Regions from separate parts of the Mus musculus genome. Here all the other regions are linked to region 1. The links are chromatin contacts, called in public HiChIP or PLAC-seq and promoter capture Hi-C maps. All regions are on one chromosome and are shown on one strand. The core of a region is the stretch at or near the end of the contact, and the rest is flanking DNA. Distances in the headings are between cores, read along the strand shown. Region 1 holds the start of Septin3 (septin 3). Region 2 holds the start of Cyb5r3 (cytochrome b5 reductase 3). Region 3 has its middle 23 kb from the start of Nfam1. Region 4 overlaps Nfam1 (Nfat activating molecule with ITAM motif 1). Region 5 holds the start of Tcf20 (transcription factor 20).

Evidence for each region. Promoter capture Hi-C pulls out the DNA fragments that hold promoters and counts their contacts. HiChIP or PLAC-seq counts read pairs in DNA pulled down with a chosen protein or histone mark.
Region 2: a contact with region 1 is called in a promoter capture Hi-C map of the HPC-7 cell line, with 7 times the contacts expected there. The contact joins the promoter of Cyb5r3 here to the promoter of Septin3 in region 1. A contact is called at or near these places in 8 of 39 promoter capture datasets (the C10 cell line, the HPC-7 cell line, cranial neural crest and 5 more), 5 of 115 datasets of contacts at active chromatin or transcription factors (embryonic forebrain, embryonic hindbrain, embryonic stem cells and 2 more) and 1 of 9 other capture datasets (embryonic stem cells).
Region 3: an H3K4me3 HiChIP or PLAC-seq map of forebrain shows a contact between it and region 1, with 5 times the contacts expected there. The contact joins the enhancer-like site here to the promoter of Septin3 in region 1. A contact is called at or near these places in 20 of 39 promoter capture datasets (the 3T3-L1 cell line, the C10 cell line, the HPC-7 cell line and 11 more), 2 of 15 datasets of contacts at CTCF or cohesin (embryonic stem cells and large pre-B cells), 43 of 484 Hi-C or Micro-C datasets (B cells, the G1E-ER4 cell line, the HPC-7 cell line and 10 more), 15 of 115 datasets of contacts at active chromatin or transcription factors (craniofacial prominence, differentiating embryonic stem cells, embryonic forebrain and 6 more) and 1 of 9 other capture datasets (embryonic stem cells).
Region 4: a promoter capture Hi-C map of hematopoietic stem and progenitor cells shows a contact between it and region 1, with 3 times the contacts expected there. The contact joins the enhancer-like site here to the promoter of Septin3 in region 1. A contact is called at or near these places in 8 of 39 promoter capture datasets (3T3-L1-derived adipocytes, embryonic stem cells, hematopoietic stem and progenitor cells and 5 more), 4 of 115 datasets of contacts at active chromatin or transcription factors (embryonic forebrain, embryonic stem cells, neural tube and 1 more) and 1 of 9 other capture datasets (embryonic stem cells).
Region 5: a contact with region 1 is called in a promoter capture Hi-C map of embryonic stem cells, with 5 times the contacts expected there. The contact joins the promoter of Tcf20 here to the promoter of Septin3 in region 1. A contact is called at or near these places in 11 of 39 promoter capture datasets (3T3-L1-derived adipocytes, the C10 cell line, the HPC-7 cell line and 8 more), 4 of 484 Hi-C or Micro-C datasets (the G1E-ER4 cell line, the HPC-7 cell line, cerebellum and 1 more), 10 of 115 datasets of contacts at active chromatin or transcription factors (astrocytes, differentiating embryonic stem cells, embryonic forebrain and 3 more) and 1 of 9 other capture datasets (embryonic stem cells).

What each region holds. Positions count from the first base shown.
Region 1 is chr15:82,267,528-82,270,092 of GRCm38.p6, reverse strand. Septin3 (septin 3) reads right to left here and starts at 1,291. Exons shown (of 12, transcript NM_001368785.1): 1 at 1,026-1,291. All of the region lies in intron 2 of Gm52180 (a long non-coding RNA gene), which reads left to right.
Region 2 is chr15:83,170,900-83,173,464 of GRCm38.p6, reverse strand. It overlaps Cyb5r3 (cytochrome b5 reductase 3), which reads left to right and starts at 1,282. Exons shown (of 9, transcript NM_029787.3): 1 at 1,282-1,353. The coding sequence starts at 1,333.
Region 3 is chr15:83,055,546-83,058,110 of GRCm38.p6, reverse strand. No RefSeq gene overlaps it. Among named protein-coding and RNA genes, the nearest start is that of Nfam1, 23 kb to the right of the region's middle. Within about 2 kb of position 1,285, at least 89 of the 459 cell types and tissues checked have an H3K27ac peak or open chromatin away from gene starts, as enhancers often do. A contact at or near this core is called in cortical neurons, differentiating embryonic stem cells, embryonic forebrain and 4 more, where this site is marked.
Region 4 is chr15:83,007,921-83,010,485 of GRCm38.p6, reverse strand. It overlaps Nfam1 (Nfat activating molecule with ITAM motif 1), which reads left to right. Exons shown (of 6, transcript NM_001271411.1): 4 at 13-111. Among named protein-coding and RNA genes, the nearest start is that of Gm32620, 24 kb to the left of the region's middle. Within about 2 kb of position 1,290, at least 137 of the 459 cell types and tissues checked have an H3K27ac peak or open chromatin away from gene starts, as enhancers often do. A contact at or near this core is called in hematopoietic stem and progenitor cells, where this site is marked.
Region 5 is chr15:82,910,854-82,913,418 of GRCm38.p6, reverse strand. It overlaps Tcf20 (transcription factor 20), which reads left to right and starts at 1,285. Exons shown (of 5, transcript NM_013836.3): 1 at 1,285-1,433.

The sequences.
Region 1 (2,565 bases), core at 42-2,541:
TTCACCCTTCGCTTAGCCACAGACCCAAGGACCAGAACTCCTGAGGTCACCTTGTTCTTGTGTCACTAGATCCTTGCCTCCTCAGTGAGCCCCGTGTCCTGTGAACACCTTGGTTCTACCCTCCCCACATACCCACACACACACACACACACACACACACACACAAACAGGCAGGCACACCTACCTGGATCAGAAGACAGAAAAGAAGCCGGTGGTTTTCAGTCAAGGAAGCTGACCTCTTGCAGACCCCACCCACTCCTCTGCACCCAGAGGCTAGCCATGTGGCCGGGCTCAGAGACCTCTCTTCTCTGGGTCCTCTCTTGAGCTTTCACTAAGCCTCCTGATCATAGTCCACTAGCTGAGGGCCCAGTTCTCCCCTGACCTGTCCCTCTCGCTGGACTGGGCTCCGGGCAGGGAGGCTCTGGCCTCTTGAGAGTGGGTGGCAGTGAATGGCTGCTCTGAGTCTCTGGAATCCTACAGAGCTATGGGCGTCAGCCAGCTGAGCTGCCCTATACGCGCAGAGCCACCTAGGGAGGGGATGGCACATAACCCATGTGTCCTTGTCTCCAAGACTGGACCCTTGAGAAGTGTCACCAGTAAGAGAGAACTGAGCTACTCCAACGGTGATGTCCCTGTTTGTCTCATGCCCTCCCACTTTCCCTCTGCAACCACCTAAGACTTTGCTGACCCCAGGGCCATCTGTGTCCATGCTCCTGCGGTTGTGCTTCATGTTGGGATTTCTGTGTATACAACTGTACCCTTCAAATCCATTCTCTGAGACCCATCCTGCTTCAGACAGATCCTCTGCTAAGTAAGACTCGGGGTATGAAGCTAGCCAGCCCCGGGCCAGACCTCAAAGAAATCCACAGACCTACCCCAGCTGTCTCTGGTGAGGCAGATCCTCAGCAGCCTGTGGCCACTGGGCTAAGAACCTTTTCCTGGGTTCCCCAGCACCAGGCTGCTCTGTCACATGATAGTATGAGAAGGACCGTGGTGGGAAGAGACGCCATTGGCTGGGTACTTACTCTGTGCCAGGGACTGAGCCAGGCTGGAGAAACTCAGAGTCTTCTGCCAAAGCCAGGCCCGTAAGCAGATGGGCACAGCATCTCAGCCACAGAGTGCAGGCCACAGACGTGCCCTAAACACTCACTCTGAGCCAGGAGCCAAGCCCAACGTTCTCTTGGCATGTCCTCGACCCATCATCTTGCCACTTCCTTTCTGCCATACCCCACAACACTGGGGGCTCTGGCCTGCTTTCCTGTGAGCTGCTCGCCTTGGCGAGTGAGCTTCTGGCCGGCCAATAGAACTTTCTGTGATAATGGAAATGTTCTATGTGTCCACTGTCCAATAAAATAGCCACCAGCCACAGGCGGCTCCCGAGCACTTACCACTATTCTATGATGACCAAGGACCTGGATTTTTTTTTTCAATTTTATTTCATTTGAATGTCCATCTACCATATTGGACAGCAAAGTCCTGAAAGACGCAGATCTTATCCTTCTCTGGGTCCCAGGGCCTAACAAGAATCACTCAGCATGTTTCTCACAGTGACTGAATGATGAACGTGTGGGCCCAGGATCCTCTTCTCTTCTCATCCCATTCTCATCCCTCTGAGCCTTAGGTTGCCATAGCTGGCTATGCCCTGGTTACCAGGCAACCTGCAAGCAATCACAGTGGAGGGGGAGGGGCGCTGTCTGAGTTCTTTCCCCTCCCTACATGTTTTGAGGCCCTGAGAAAAGAAAGAGGTGGCAAAATCAGCCTGGACACCCTGGGGAGCCGGCTCTGTAGGGCCTACACTGCCTTATTACCTCCTGGAGATCAAGCAGCTGGGTGGGGCTGAAGTCAGGGGCCCTGGGTTCTCCTTGCCTGACCACTCATTATAAGACTCCTGTCCAATAGGCCAGGAGGTGGTGGCACACACTTTTAATCCCAGCACTAGGAGGTAGAGGCCGGTATCAGTAAGTTCCAGAACAGCCAGGGCTTTACACAGAAATCCTGTCCCGGAAAAAAACAAGCAAACAAAAAAACCAAACCTAACAACAATAACAAAACCCTCCTAGTTCTCAGCTGTCTTCTCAGTTAGAGATTAGATGCCCTGAAGTGATTTCTTCCAGCCTGAAGATCTAGAATCCACCCCGCCTCCCTCCTTTCAGAGCAAGACCCGCGTCCCATCCATCTCTGTCTTTCGCCTGCTGGTCTGCCTCCTTTCCCTCCAGGGTTGACTGACCATCTCTGAGCAAACCTCTTGTCATTTTTTCTATCTGCAGCCGCTGTAGCCGAGACATTTGTACTCAGCGTCATGTATATAGGTATAGAATACAGTCCTATACATCGAGTACTTACTGAGAATAATTCAAAGGAATTGATCCATTTTGCCTGGGGATTGGTATAGTGACAGAGCTCCCGGCTGACGTGCATAAAACTCTGAGTTCAGTCCCCAGAGCCACAGAAACAACAAAACAGAATAACACCAAATAGATAACATTAATTTGAAAAAAAGAAATTTATTTTAAAATAATTCTTTGGTACACGTAAAAGTTTACCATTTGTTAAAGACAAAGGCAA
Region 2 (2,565 bases), core at 33-2,532, 900 kb before region 1:
TTTAGTCCCCAATTTGTGATGGTTTGTGGGGAGGTACGGAGGTGTGTGGTCTTGCTGGATGAAGAAATGTGCCTGGGGTGGCTTTGAGAGCCTATAGCCTGGCCCCACTTCCAGCTCTCTCTCAGGTTCCCACTTAAGGTACAGTGTTATCTCTCAGCATCCTTCTCCCCGAGCCAGGTTTTCCTGCTGCTTGTGGCCGGCCATGCCTTCCAGCTATAATGGGCTCTTATCCTCCTGGAACTGTGAGACACAATAAACTCCATCTTCCCTAAAGTTGCCTTCGGTCATGGTGTTTTACCACAGCAACAGAAAAGTAACTAGCAGTCTCACCGTGTAGCCTGGAACACTCACAGATCCACCTGCCTCTTCCGGTATTGAACGCTTGGGTCATCAAGTGTTCCGGTATTGAAGAGTTTGGTTAATAGTTCTCAATTTTTAGGCAGCAAGTCTCTTCCTCACTCTGCCGCTCTCAGAGCAGTCTTCCATTCCCTATCTGGCCAGGACCAGGTTGAAGAAAACTCCGGAATGCCAGGGACATACGAGTGTTTATAGAGTATGTGATAGGCTCTGTTCTGAGGTCCGGGTACACAGAGAACTGACTGCAGACTCCTGGCTTGGGGAAGCCCCACCATCTAGTGGAATGGGTACGTGGGCGCAGAGCATCGTGAATAAACAGGCAGGATAACTGAAGCGCTACAAAGACCGTTCTGCACTAGTGGCGTCCCTTGGAGGGAGCACAGGGCCAGAGCTGGCCTAGCTAAAGAGGTGACACCTGAACTTTAATCCGGAACTGGCCTCAGTACGTTTGGAGATTTGTTCAGGAAGGAACGACTGGTTCGCAGGCTTGAAAATGGGGCAGGGCAGGGCTGTAGCCTGAACTCTGTAGCCAGCGGTGTTGGCAACACGCCCCGTGAGCGGGTAGAGCCCTGGCCAGCACAATCAGCTCCGGCAGGCTCCCAGGACCGAAGGCTCAGGATTTGAGAGCCCATCACGGGGGCGACATCTTGTTCTCTTCACCAGGACAAAACAGGCCCAGAAGCCACAAGCTACCTCCCGAAGCCACACAGAGGCGCCACAGTAGCCAGTCTCTCGCCGAGCCTCTTCCGTGCAGCGCCGTCAGCCACTCAGCGCGCACTCCCGTCTTCACAAGCGGAAGTGGGCGGGGACACTGGGAGTCTCCGCCCCCTATCCGCCCACCTCCGCGCTCCTGACTGGCTCCGCAGGGCGTCCCCGCCTCCGAGGTGTTGAGACCGAGGCGGGTTGTTGGGGGAGCGGCCGGCTGAGTAGCGGGTGTAGAACCGTGCGTGAGGCCACCGTCTCTTCTTCGCCACCATGGGGGCCCAGCTGAGCACGGTAGGCGGCATGGGTCTGGGGTCCCCAGGCTTGCACCGTGGGGATACCGTACGATCCGGGGCGCCCAGCACCGGTTCACGAGCCCCGCGCCCCACCCGGCCCCTTGCAGACCGTGACTCACGCCCTGGCTAGTGGCCGCGCCACTCTGGCCCGGCCTCAGGCCAAGGGGGAGCCCCGAGCGCGGGGTGGACATTGAGGACCCTGTTGGGTGTGCGCGAATGAGAATAGGGAATGAGTGACGTGCGCGCCCGCCTGAGTGGGCGTGACTTGTGAGTGTGAGAAAGTTGAAGTGCCTGCGCCCGTGGGGGATGTGAAAGGTGCGAGGGTTTTTGTAAATGGGAACGTGAAGTGTGAACCGTAGGTGCACTGGTGTGTGCGTGGAGGAACCGACAGCGGCGTGTGTGAGAAATGAGAGTGTGGGTGTGAAGACATGCAGGCCTGAATAGTGGACACGAGTGAGCTGGCAGGAAGAGTACTTTGGGGTGCGTGTGTGTATGGGAGAAATGTGTAGGGTGTCCCTACAGGGGTTGGGTGCATCTTCTTGCCATAAACAAGGCAGTAGTTGGCCAGGATCTTTCCAGCTGTCACCTAGAAAAGCCCTGGCCATTCTTGTTACTCACAGAGCTGCACTGTCACTAAAGAAGTGTCACTTAGACTTGGCCATCAGCCCAGGGCACTGAGGATGCTGGGACCGTCTAACGTCTATAAATCTGCTCTCTCACTGTTACTGGATCGACCAAGGCCCCTTCCACAATCCTAGAGCTCACTCTCCTCATTTCCTTTTTTTTCTTTTTTTTTTTCTTTTTTGAGACAGGGTTTCTCAATGTAGCCCTGGAATGCACTGTAGACCAGGCTGCCCTCAAACTCACAGAGATCCACTTGCCTCTGCCTCTCCAGTGCCAGATTAAAGGTGTGGGCCACCACCGTCCAGCTCCTCCCTGATTTCTTAAGAGCATCCATGTGAACTGTGACCAGTCTCAGTTACACAAACATACCCTTGAGGTGTCCAGCTCTTTGGGTATGACAAGAATAGGCCAGCGCCTGTCTTGGAGGGTGCCCTCTCTCCTCTCTGCAAGATTCAGGGCTCCTAGTGAAGACAGCCTTCTTGCCATGGCATTTGCTCTTGCGAGAGTGACCAGTCCAGTATGGACCATCTAAGGAGCATTCTGGCCCAAGGCAAAAAAAAACAAAACAAACCCCAGAGTGACAACA
Region 3 (2,565 bases), core at 36-2,535, 790 kb before region 1:
ATGCCCCGTCCTTATCAAAGCTGTTCTCAGAAAACTTCCCTGTAGAATGTTCTGGAGTTGGCTGTGGGCACACAGCTTTGTAAATGTACTTAAAAAAAAATTAAATTGTATACTTTAAGTAGTCACGTTTTACAGTTAAATCTTCATAAGGCTATTCCCGGCTCCCTCTTCCTTTCCTTTATGAGAAGGGGAGTCACACTGGTCTCAGACTTGTCACTCAGTCTCAGTCTCCAAAATGATGGGATTACAGGTATTGCTGCCCCCTGGTTTGTTCACTTAATTAAAAAAAATTATGTGTATGGGTATTTTGCCTGCATGTATGTTTATGCGTTACATGCATGCAGTGCTAACAGAGGCCAGAAGAGGGCGTCAGAGCCCCTGAAATGGGAGTTACAGGTGGCTGGGAGCCATGTGGGTGCCGGGAATCAAACGGTCTTCTGTTAAGAACACCCCGCATTCTTAACCCCGGCGCCATCTCTCCAGCCCACCAGTTTACTTTTTAAGTACAAGAGAATTGTAGGGCAACAACCCTGTGCTGGGCTGTCATATCAAACGTCTCCAGTTCACTGCCCTGTTTTGCGGCATCTATGACTTGCACCGCCTTTCCTAACTGGGACATCCCTACTGCAGCCTCCTGCCAGCTAGTTCCTGGCTGTTCTCAAGGCTGAGTTTCTAACTTTGTCTTTACTGGCTATTTACCTCTGTCGCTGCTACAGTCACAGCTGTACTGACCCATCAGTTTGTCAGGTGTCTCTGGCTCTATCTCTGCAGCAACCGGGGCTGGCTTGGTGCCTAGCCCCTCCACATTTGACTTTACCCATCCCCCTATTGATTCTTGGGCCCTCTATAGCCAATGAGAATATATATAGTCCACACTAGGCTCATGGAGACTTCAGAAGTATGGTTATAGCTCCGCCCTCCCCGCCCCCCATTTAGCTTTTTCTTAACCTCTGAATTAACAATTAGCAATTTAGCAAGAACCACCTTCCTTGTCTTTCCAGAATGCTGCTTCTACCTTTGGGGGGTGGGGAGGGGTGAATAGACAAGGGGACTACATGTTCTCACAGAATGAGAGAGGAAAAGGCCAATTAACATTCAGCTAAGAGAGAGCATGATTTCTCCTATCAGCAATAAAAACTGACAGCTCTATCAGAAAATGAGCCGGGGGAGCCACAAAGCCTGGCAAGGCAGGGCGCCTGCAGCCCCAGCAGGAGTGATGAAGATGGCTGAGGGCAGGAACCGCTGCTGGGAGTCAGGGAACCACCAAAGGAAGCGCCTGGGGAGCCCAGCGGCTGCCACTCGGCTCCCGCTTTTGATCCCGCCCCAGGCAAGAAGAGCAGTGCTGCGCAGGCTTTATCCCTGTGACTCGGAGCTGCCACTCTCCCGCCGGCCTCTCCCCACGCACTCGTTTCCCCCTAACCTTATCATAAAAGGAGGCCACGTGGTGTCTATTTATGGCAGCGCGGTGGTCCGGGGAGAGGAGGCTCGCGGTGTGCCAATTCTGAGAGCTGGTGGAATTGCTCCGGTCCTTCGGAGCTTGCCATGCGGTGAAAGAATAAACGATGTGGGGGCAGGGCCGTGACTCCCACTGCACCTCCAGCTGACATCCAAGTCCCTTCCTCAGAGCCTCCGGGGTGATTTGTGTTATCAATCAGAGCTGCTGAACAGATCGGGCCTCCTAGAGCCCTAGAGCAAGAACCGAGCCGTGAGATGAGAGGAGGGTGGGTATGGGGGGGGGGGCACCCTCATTTGGCTTGAAAGAGAAGATCGGTCCCTTTACAAAACTACATTTCTACTTGATGCTTAAGTAGAATGGCTTTTAAAAACGGAAAGAGAGGACGCCAGCGAGAGAGGGAAGCTGCAGTGGTCTAGGGGCTGGCGAGATGGCTCAATGGACAAAGGGTCTTGCGGCCCATGCCGAGCTAGAGGACCTAAATATGAGCCCACCCTCATGACAGGAGGAGAGAATTGATTCCTGAAAGTATTTTGTCCTTCACAGGATCTCACCCTCCCTCCCTTCTCTTTCTCCATCCTTCGCCCCCTCCCTTCCCAGCCCCCCTCCTTTCTCCTGTTCCCCTCCCCCTCCCCCTCCCTCCCACCACCACCACCAAAAAAAAAAAAGTAGTGTAGAGTATATTGCTTGCTTTCATCTTCAGCACAGCAGGGGCAGTTTGGGGCTGCTTGTGCATACTTCTGTATATATGACAATGAAACAGAGGCAGAGGCAGAGGCAGAAATGCCCAGGCATCCTCGGGGCTATCCTGGGCCTATCCTGGACCCCGTTCTTCTGAGAGGTCTTTAGCATCCTGATCAGGCTCAGCAGCACAGATGACAGCTGTGGTGTTCTGGTTAGCTCTCTGTGTGCGTTTATTGAGACAAATGCTCCTCCTGTAGTCTGGGGTGACCTTGAACTCACTGTGTGGCTGAGGATGGCCTGGATGGAGCCTCTCATCTTTTGCCACCTCCCGGGTCCAGCCTGCATGCTTTTGAACTTGAATTTTAATCCAGTCTCACATCTAAAACGATTTCCCTTCTTTTGGGTCTCAGTACAGTAGACATAGAAAG
Region 4 (2,565 bases), core at 41-2,540, 740 kb before region 1:
TTCTCCCCACAGAAACAGATATCAGTTCTGGGCAAGCACACTGCTAAGACTTGTTCTGGTCTCAAATCCACCGTCGGAACCACAAAGCCTCCAGCAGAATCTGTCTACACGGTGAGTCCCAGGGTCCTTCTGCCTCTCTCAGACTTGACCCGGCACCTGACTAGCTGTGAGGTATTTTTGTGTCTCAAGCTCCTAATCTGCAAAATGGACACAATAATTCTACAGATTAGATATCTTTCTGTCTCTCTCTGTCTCTGACTCTCTGTCTGCCTCTCTGTCTCGCTCGGTCTCTCTGTGTATCTCTCTGTGTGTCTCTGTCTGTCTGTATTTGTCTATCTCTGTCTCTCTGTCTGTCTGTGTGTGTGTTTTGTTGTTGTTGCTTTTTTTTCCCTCAGACTGGATTTCTCTGTGTCTGGTTGTTCCAGAACTCACTTTGAAGACCAGACCCACCTCAGAAATCCGCCTGCCTCTGCCTCCAGAATGCTGGGATTAAAGGGGTGTGTTTCCAACATCTAACCAAATTAGATATTGCTACAAAGGTGAAAGGAGAGGCGATGTGTGGGCCCCTTCAGGAACATGAGGCAGCCAAGCAAATGCTGGCAAGGATGAAGAAACTTCCTTCATCTGACCAGATTATCCTCCAACCCAGCATGCAAGTCTCTTCCTCCTTCTATTGCACAAGCTACCTTGAAGCAGAAACAGGAAAAGTCACGAAAAGAGGAAAGGGCCAGGCGCCGTGCCACACCCTTGGGTTTTTGCTCATCCACCCACTCCCTTCCTCATTTACCCCTCTGTCACAGCAGCACTCCACACGGGATTGTGCGTGTCACATGTATTCTCCACCCCCACCCCCTACACAGCTATACAGTTCTCACAGTTACAGGGGAAGGGCCTGAAGAGGCTGTGGCTGCCTGGTCACCTGGACAAAAGACTGTCCCTGTGCGCTGTGTTGCTTACAGTTTGTGAGTAGTGTACCTTCAATGTAGAGAAAGGGAAGGCTTTGCTTCCACTGTCAGCCATAACCGCCAGGCTCCTGGCTCTAGGCCTGGCCTGTTGGGTAGCCAAGTCCATAGTCTGAAGGTGCTTGCCAGTCATCACGAGAGATCTCGCCACAAAACCCCACCCAGAGCAAGATCAGAATTCGGCTATGTTCACCGAGGGTGGGGTGGGTGGCAATGAGGCCAAGGAATGTTTCTCTGGGGGCAGCATTGACAGCTCTAAGAACAGGACAGTTCTCAAAGGGCCCTCAGTTGCTCCTCCCCGGGGACTTCCCGCCAGCTGTTGCAGCGTATGCCACCCCAGACTCCCCCACATTCTCTCTTCCTTCCCAGTGACTCAACCTCAACGCTATGAGAGATGATGGTGTTAGCTGCTACACGTGAAAATCAATCTCTCTCTTTCAATCAATCTCTCCCTCCCCCTCCCTCCCTCCCCTCTCCATTTTCTCTCTCTTCTGAGAATAAATTCCAAGGTCTTGTACACGCTAGGCAAGGAGGAAGTGCCGCACCACTGATCAGCACCCTCAGTCCTGATACTGCTTTTATTTTGAGGTTTTTGTTTGAACACCTGTTGCCCAGGCTGACCTTGAACTCCTAACCCTCTCGTCTCCACCTCTAGAGTACTGGAATCACAAGCTTGAACTTTACTGTCCAACTGTACTTCAAAAACTTTAGAACGGCACAATTAAGAAAAAAATGATCTATTTGATTTTTTGGGGGGGGTGAGGGTTTCGAGATAGGGTTTCTCTGTGTAGCCCTGGCTGTCCTAGAACTCACTTTGTAGACCAGGCTGGCCTCAAACTCAGAAATCCACCTGCCTCTGCCTCCTGAGTGCTGGGATTAAAGGCATGGGCCTCTCCCCTGACTCCACAGAGAATTTTTAATTGTTTCACTAGTGTTCTGTTTTGTTTTTTAATAATTTGCTTAGTTAAAAAAACACTTGTCTGAGGCCTGGCAAGGTGGCAGTTAAGGGTGCCGGCTGCTCTTCCAGAGGACCTGGGTTCGATTTGCAGCACTTGCAAGGCAGCTCACTGCAGCTGTCTGCAACTCCAGTTGCAGAGGATCTGGCACCCTCGTACAGAGATACATGCAGGCAAAATGCCAAGGCACATAAAAATAAACAACTCTTTTAAAAATATATTAACTTTTTGTCTTAGGGAGATTAGTCTTAGGGAGAGTGTGTGCTTGCCCCAAAGGGCATTTGGGGAGGGCAGGGGAAAACTTATGGAAGTTGGATCTCTCCCACTCTGTGGGCTTTGGGGTCTGACTGAGCGCCTCAGGCTCAGTGATTGGCTCCTGTATTTTCTCTCCTCAGCCGTTTCACTTGGCCCTCGATTTATTGTTCTATAGTCTTCCTTATCTCTGACTATCATTTGTATGTACATATATTCGGACTTTTCTGAACTCTGACTTGTTGGTTGTTTTCCCTGATGCTCTGCGCATACTTGGGAAACATCCGTTTTATCCGTTTCCAGTGAGGATCCCTTATACGTCCATGAGAGCCAGTTTGCTGATCATGTTGCTAAAATATTCTGTACCCTTGTCGATCCCTATTGATTTTCTTTGT
Region 5 (2,565 bases), core at 36-2,535, 640 kb before region 1:
GGTAATTGGGGCTTGGGACCTGACACTCAGTAGGCTGTCACCAAACATCATCAAAGAAGCTCAGATGCCTATGTGTGCCGAGAGTACCCAGCAGGCATCCCAGATGTCCTGTGGCACAGGGTATGGAGCTGTTCTGGAGTTGGTGGACCGGGCCTGCAGGGTTCTATTGGGGCTACTGCCAAAAAGGAGCAGAAGTAGACATTTGGACAGTGGAGGCCTCAGTAGGCTAAGGCTTGCCTAAGCGGGAGGTTCACGATGATGACATGATGTCCATGACGCTGTAAGCCAGAGACAGGACTGTGGTTCCCTGTACCAGGGGCTGGAGCCCCTGGGGGCCACTTTCTGGCCCTTAGTCTTCCTTTCTGAATGTGAAGAAGGGTACTTACTTCTCAGGCATTGTCATGGGGTTGAATAGAGGGACTGTGATTTACCTAGTAGTAGGTCTGTACATAGTAGGGGCTTAATTGCTCGGAGCTAGTCCACCTACTTGGACAGTAAGAGGCAGAGGTGCAGTTGGAGGACAACCTCCCTTCTGCTGCCATCCCTGACTGGGGAGCTTGGAACTGCTCTCTCCTGCTACTGACGCCCACTTTGTGTGAGTGTGTGTTGTCCTAGGTATGCCTGCCACCCCCCAATAGCCTGGGAAATCTCAAGATGCTAAAGGCTGCCCAGCTGGCTCTCCAGCCTCTGTGCTAGCCCTCTCTGCCTCCTTAGTGACTCCTGGCTCCCAAGTGTGGCTGTCTTCCTGCTGTGTAGTCTCAGGAAGGTTCTCCCCTCTCTGAGCTCACCAGGTACAATGGAATCCTCTTTGGCCTTTGTGAGCACTATCCAGGTGCAGATGCCAGTCACCAGTGCACAGTAGCCATACTGTGAGTAAGTAGGCATTCTTACCTTCAGCCCTTGATCTAAGCTTTGATTCCCCACCTGCGGTGGGCATTGGCTCTTTTTAAGCCATCCACTCTGGGGCCAATTATAAATAGACACATAATCGCCCCTATCTATAGAGATAAAACGTATTCTTTAGAGATGAGCCACACGCCCCTCCCCTTACCCCCCCCCCCCCCAACACTGGCACTAGCTCTCTGCAGTTAAGGGCGAAGGAGGGATCTGGTACTCCTCTCCCTCACCCATTCCTCCTCCCTGCTGCTCCTCCATCTCCACCCTGCAGAGGTGTGATCCGGCAGGGGCCGTGATGTCAGAGGCTCAGCTGATGTCACCGCCCCGGCCCTGTGACTTCACTTGCTTGCTTGGGCAGGAGGAGCTGTGAAGAGGCTGAGACTGAGAGGAGAAACTGCCCCCTTTCCTTTTTCTTCCCGGTTTCTCGCTTTCCCTTCCTCCCTGCCTCCGCGGGGGGTTGTTTTCCTGCCGGCCTGCATGCTGTGGGCTGTCAAGGGGTTTGGGGGCAAGTGCCAGGGGAGGATGCAGCTGCAAAGGTAACGGTGCGCGGGGCCTCTCCCACGGTCGCGAAAGTTTGCTCTGGCGTGTGAGGCGTGCCCGCTGGGCGCTGCGCCGCGCCTGCCCCAGGCTCCCCGGGGGCGTGCAGGGGCCACCGGGCCAGGGACAGTCCAGGCAGAGGCCTCCTGGGCGGCCTTCACTGCCTTGTCCCCATCAAAGGCCGCAGCTGCTCGAGTGGCGGCTGCAGCTTTGAAACTGCCATAAAGAGCGATGGAGGGAGGGGAGCGCGGGGGATGCTCAGAGCAGTGCCCAGGAGGGCGGCCGCGAGAGGAGGGGTGGTCGGGGCTGTTGGTCGAGTGCAGCCGCAGCAGCAGGGGCGTGAAGGGCAAGGCCCCGGGTCAGGATCTCAGGGGCCAGATCCTTGTTACTGTCTCTGTCCCCTCTGGTCCAGCCGCCCTCTGTGGCCGGGACCCCAGCAGTGAGGTGCAGAAAGCTTTAGGAGGGGGCAGGGGCTGACTCCCCCTATTATTTCCTGACATATTCTTCCACCTCCAGCAGGCCATTTGTCAGTGGTAATGCGGGACAAAGGAGGGGGCAGTGGGTGGTCTGCTGCGAGTTGGGCGACGGGCATAGATAGAGCACAGGCCGAGGAGAAACGCCAACAATTAGGAGGCAGATCCAGAGCTTCGCTCATTCAGTCTATCGAGGGAGCCGTCATTTTGTGTTAGCGTGTGTGTCTGAGGTGGGAGGAGGCAGAGAGGGGAGAATGACAGGAGAAGGATTATGACATTGTGTTGTCTCTGTTTGTGGTAAATGCAAATTTGGCACCAGTGGTTTCCTGGGAAAAGCAGAGGCAAGTGACCCAGGCCAAGGCCTTGGCCCAGACCCACCAAGGTGGGCGGCGGTTTTGGGATTTTATTTGTTCCTCCCTTTTTTTTTTGTCTGGTGTGTGCTTCTTCCATTTATTTTACAGTGAAGAGCTGGAGATAGACAGGCCGGCATGGCGGGAGGAGTCCCCTCTTCCCTAGTTTTTCCAGTCCCTCCTCATTCCATAGGAGGCTCAGGCACCTCCCCTGCCTCCAAGTCTTTGCCCCAGGTCATCTGTTTTGCTCTTTGGCCCCCTGCCCCAGGCCAGAGTCACACTTAGTTCCTCCCTTAGCCTAGGTGGCC